Linked DNA regions of Danio rerio: region 1 is linked to region 2. A link is a contact called in public Micro-C data. All regions are on one chromosome and are shown on one strand. The core of a region is the stretch at or near the end of the contact, and the rest is flanking DNA. Distances in the headings are between cores, read along the strand shown. Region 1 holds the start of shpk (sedoheptulokinase). Region 2 overlaps ncor1 (nuclear receptor corepressor 1).

Region 1 (2,700 bases), core at 6-2,505, 210 kb before region 2:
TTTAATCAACTGAATGTCCTTAAATAAAAGCACATCTGTTTTATCAATCATGAAAAAAGATTACACAAAAATATGAATAACCTTCTGACACTGAATCCTTACTGCAAAATTCAGCTTTGTCATCACGAGAAAAGTGTTTTTAAAGTTTAAAATAGGTTTAGTTTGTTTGAATTATTTTAGCTTTTTTATGTTATTCGTTTTAGTTTTATTGTTTATATTAGTTATTTTAAGTTAAAAGAACATATTTCTAAATTATGATCAAACAATATGAAGCTTTAATCAGTAGAGACTTGTCCGTTTTTTTTCTTTAGTGTGTATTTTGGTCAGTCACATCTAAGAAAAAGTCGCCATGATGTCAGAAAACGCATAGAAATGGAAGCATCGGCCAGTTGTTTGAAGTGAACAGTTCAAAGGAACCGACTCTTGCGAACGATTCCTTCATCTTATCACAAGTTTTGAGCCTTCGCGGATCCCATACACTGGGTGAAAGGTAAATCAAATAAGCAGATATTTAAACTGTAATATTACTTGAAATTATACATCCAAACGCGTACAATTTTACATGTTATTATTTTAAAATTAAATCCGAGTTAATTGTAAAAATAAATAAAACGACATTTTTCATCTCCCATGGTGCTTTGCGAGAAAATGGCTGATGTTGAATGACACAAGCCGTGTTTTATCCAGAACATCTTCCTAAATAACACATTCCTCGCTGTAACAGAGCTCTGATAGTTTGGGATGCACGAGTGTTTGATGTAAACGATGTTTGCTTGAGTCGCGGAGGCAGACGCTCGTGTTCTTCAGTGTTTTCTCTCTAACGGTAAGCGGAGGAGATTTAAACTGAACTCACGGCTTTATGTGATGGTCGATGTTTCAATGCTCTTCTGTTTTTGTCTCTCAGCCTGTTTTTAACATCTCATCATGGCCTCAGTCGCAGCCAAACGCGAGGGTCCGCAGTTCATTAGCGAGGTGTCGGTGCGGGGGAACGGGGCGGTGCTCGACTACTGCCGCACCTCGGTGTCCGCGCTGTCCGGGGCCACCGCGGGCATCCTCGGCCTTACGGGACTCTACGGCTTCGTCTTTTACTTCCTCGCTTCTTTCCTGCTGTCGCTGCTCCTCATCCTCAAAGCTGGTCGACGGTGGAACAAGTGCTTCAAGTCTCGCCGTCTGCTGTTCACCGGGGGCCTCGTCGGAGGCCTGTTCACCTACGTGCTGTTCTGGACGTTCCTGTACGGGATGGTGCATGTGTACTGAAGCTACTCGGACTAGATGTAGGACAGTAACACGATAGAGAGGCCTCTGGGTGGTAGAGAGTGCTGACTGACCTTGTTTTTTATCTTATGTTTAGGCATAGAAATATTTTCTCAGTACTAATTGCACTGAAGGTTTGACGATGTGAGATGTCGGATGATTTCCTCTTGTAGGTTTAGTGTTTTCCTTACGGGACAGGGCTGGTTTGGATGTAGTGTAGGCCAACAAGACTAATGTGTTTTCAGCTTGCTCTCTGTGTAAGATCCGGATAACAAATCAGAGCTGTGTAAAAAATCCACGTCCACTTTAAATCTGTACAAATCACATGGTTTTAATTTATATTCATTGAGGAAAATAAATGATTAACCTCATGCATTCATCTGCCTGGTTTTCTCAAGAATGCGTTATACAAAAGATCTGATTATTTTCTTCGTCACTGAAACATTTTAGTGTCTTTAAATATTTTACCTATGATTAAATTAAAGCTGTTCTATATTTACAGGTATTTTCAGCAGATTGATAAATATAAATAATTGAGTAAATAATCCGCTTTAAATATATTTATAAATGGATCATTTAGAGTTTTTCTCAGTGCTAAAATGACACTTGCAGTTCTTTTTGTTTCAGAATTAGTAAATAAAGGCATAGTTCGCTCAATAAAGAAATCATTTACTTGCCCTTGACTTGCTCTAAATCAATTTGAGTGTTCTGCTCAGTTGATCACAAAAGAAGATATTTTGAAGAATGTTGAAAACTGACATCCATGGCAGGAAAAACAAATACAATGGAAGTTAATGGTTACCAGGGGTCCGTTCTTGGTACCTCGTGTAAATGATCTAATGATTTGACAGATGCGGGATCTTTTAATCTTGATCACTGATCTATGGCTAATTTGGTTCTTCAAACAAATGTGAACAAAATGACATTAAATGCATAGTAAACGGTTTGTTAAATATGACACGCAATAACTTTCCCCCTTTGTTGTCGGCTGCAGGCTTCACACTTTCATGTGTCCAGAGTATTTAGCTATTTATTTAGTTTTACATCTTAGAGTGGATTTTCTTTATTATAGTAGCCGAGGCCTATTCAAGTCTCTTTATCAGCGTAAGGTTTTAAATAAATTTCGCATCAAAAAACATTTTAATATCGATAAGGGTGTCTGCAGCTTTTGCAAAGCATCAAATTACCGACATATTAGCGATCGAGCCATGTGCATGACTGCATGAATTATTAATCCTTCATAAAAAAACAAACAAAAAAACTGTTTAATATTGGTTATGTCTATAATTGTTCAGAAATTGGTCTAAAGTTGGATCGGTACCTTAAAATAGTACGCATGTGTATCTAAAAAACATCATAATAAATGTCCTGATTGAGAACCACCTAATTTTTGTACTTTTATTTACTAAGTTTTATTTATATATACATATTAAAACCTATATGCAT
Region 2 (2,700 bases), core at 12-2,511:
AGGATGTTTTTGTAAAATTATTAGGTTTGATGAAGAAATCTGACTTTAGACTTGGGTCCACAGTGACCTCTGCTTGAGGAGCTATATTGAGTTGAAGGATTGCTGTTTTGCTATTGGCGTTATTGATCAAAACTTTCTCTCAGTGTCCCACATACATGCTACATCAATAAGATGATGACTGCTGATGATGCAACTGGGATTGGGGCATTACTTTACATGGCGGTTCAAGACAAACAATATCACACATACAAACTGCAGCACTTTGGTATAAAGTCTTCAAGAATATCAAATATTTATCTTAGTTAGCATTATAATTATTGTAACTACTGTATTTTGTATTGTTTTTATTGTTTGTTTTTTATGGAATTGTCCAAGGACAGGACAGTTTACTATTACTACTACTACAAAATATCTTGAACAACACGAGTAAGGATAATAAAATAATAATTAGAATTAATGGTTGTTTACTATGCAATTTTATATATAATTTATATTCAGATTAAATAATGCAATATACAAAAAAAAATTGTTCACAATGTAGTTTTAAAAATTGTAAAAGTTTGGGGTATGGATGTTTTTGTTGTTGAGCTTGAAAACCGTCTTATGTTCTTTAATAAGACATAAGAACAACAACATTATAAAATGCTCTTACAATTATTTTATAATGTATATTTACAAAGGCTTTTTATTCATATGATGGTCAGTAATCACTCTAACATGATAATATTTTAATATTTTCTTATTAAATTTATTCTCATTAAATATATCGAAAATCTTAAATTTTCGATATATATTTTATAATTAACAAATTAATTTACTGCAAGTTGGCTGATTTTAGTTTCTTTCTGACAGCATTTACTGACTTATAACTTTTGAACAATACCTTTTCTTTCCTAAATTCTTCAGTTTTGATAGTGGTAATGAAATGTCACCAATATTCACTAAAACCTTGAACAAACATGACAGAAGCATAAGTGGAAGGAATATTTCCTCCTCTTTTTCTACATTCCTCAGTAAATCATAAAGCTATTTATTTTTGAGTGTTTTTTTTTTATACTCTCTCTGATAGAAGCTCAAAATGACTTCTTGAACCGTGCACGAACTATAAAAGACACGGGCAGAAATCTGAACTGTTAGTCCCAAGTCGTTTTTATGTGTGCATATGATTCATCTTGAAACGCACTCTGGCAACAGATAAGCTATTACAGCATGAGCACATCACATCCTGCACTACAGAACCACAGAGAACACCTGATCTCATCTCTGCTTAACAGACTCATGCTTTTTACACCGCATGAGACAGGAGTTCACGACTCAATATTTCAAAAGAGGTGAGTGAGAGCCCGGGCTATCTGGGAAGTTAGAAAGGGGAAGAAGTGCTTTTAGGTGAAGGGAGACTTCATTCCCATCCACGCTAAGAGCTGCAGATTTCACTCAAGGCTGTGTTTCTTTGTCAGCCTTTATTTAGGGTTTAGTTTGAGGCACTCTGCATTTGGGTCAGCTTTCTTTTAACCAGCTCTACATTTTGCACTTATGTCAGATTTTTGAGTGTTTTTTTTTATATATAGTTTCTCTGATTTGTGAAAGGTCAAATGCAGGCTATGTGTAGGAGGTGCGAAGTATTGAGCAGTGAATCTGACCTGCAAGACCTGGAGTCGACATTTAAGCAATACGGTAATAGAGGTCATGCTGTTGTATAGTCATGACTAAAGATCATTGTTAGGCGCGAAGCTTAGCACAGTTCAGAATACAGCACAGCCAGGAGTGATTTGTTGGTTTTAATCAGAATCTGAATGAGTATGTGGTTTATTCTTCAAGTCTCCAACAAGACATATTTTGTGCTTTACCTGAACTCAGGGTGCATCAGACATATCAACACAAGAGGAAAGAAACACCTACCTGTATTTGGAATAATAATGGTTTTCGTGCTGGTGGTGCATCGTTTTTTTTTTAAAGGAATTGGATGCTGAAAGACATGTATACGCTCAAAGATATTTCTTGTTCTAATGGCATATTAAGTTTTCAAAAACTTTGTAAACAGTATGAAACAGACTCTTCTCTCTTTTTATATTTGTAATTAAAATTGGCCATGAATGCCTATAGGGTTCCCTGAGGGGGCAATCTTCCCAGTCATTCAATCCTTGCTTGGTTTGATCTCTCCTCTACTAGTCATTTTACCTCATGGAACAGTACAGTACAGAAAGGCCTTGGAGGCTACAGCAAAGCATTAAGCTATACAACACAGTTAGGAAACTGACTGTCACAGACTGGGAAAGAGTATGACAGAACATTTTTACTTTATTTAAAAATCTCATTTACTATCACTTTTGTTATTGAACCTACTAGTCCTCGATCAAAATACATCTTATCAACACCTCCTATAGTCCTTTTTGTTATAAATGTCCTGACCAGGAACTTGGATCTTTTTTTCATATGACGTGGGAATGTGGAAAAGTACAACAGTTTTGGAATGAGGTGTGTGTTATCTAGGCATGGAACGATAACCGGTTTCAAGGTTTACCGCAGTTTGGAAAAGCCAAGGTTTTAATACTGCTTAAATATTCTGTTATACCATTCCCAAGGTATATGTAAGAGTTTGTATGTGTTGTAAAAAAAAAATTTTTTTAATCTAATGAAAAGAGCAGAAGTAAATTTTAAATATTAACTAGATCTGTTTACTGTTCCAAAATGTTATAAATA

What was found. Hi-C and Micro-C count contacts between places; a contact is called where the count stands out from the background.
Region 1: a Micro-C map of caudal fin shows a contact between it and region 2, with 3 times the contacts expected there. The contact joins the promoter of shpk here to the enhancer-like site in region 2. A contact is called at or near these places in 2 of 18 Hi-C or Micro-C datasets (caudal fin and an unstated tissue) and 1 of 4 datasets of contacts at active chromatin or transcription factors (gastrula embryo).

What each region holds. Positions count from the first base shown.
Region 1 is chr5:42,929,175-42,931,874 of GRCz12tu, reverse strand. It overlaps shpk (sedoheptulokinase), which reads right to left and starts at 1,255. Exons shown (of 9, transcript XM_073951313.1): 1 at 854-1,255. It overlaps emc6 (ER membrane protein complex subunit 6), which reads left to right and starts at 643. Exons shown (of 2, transcript NM_200056.2): 1 at 643-823; 2 at 905-1,625. The coding sequence starts at 925. The coding sequence ends at 1,257. All of the region lies in intron 3 of LOC137495624 (flotillin-2a-like), which reads left to right.
Region 2 is chr5:42,716,387-42,719,086 of GRCz12tu, reverse strand. All of the region lies in intron 24 of ncor1 (nuclear receptor corepressor 1), which reads left to right. Among named protein-coding and RNA genes, the nearest start is that of si:dkey-65b12.12, 28 kb to the right of the region's middle. Within about 2 kb of position 1,261, at least 4 of the 62 cell types and tissues checked have an H3K27ac peak or open chromatin away from gene starts, as enhancers often do. A contact at or near this core is called in caudal fin, where this site is marked.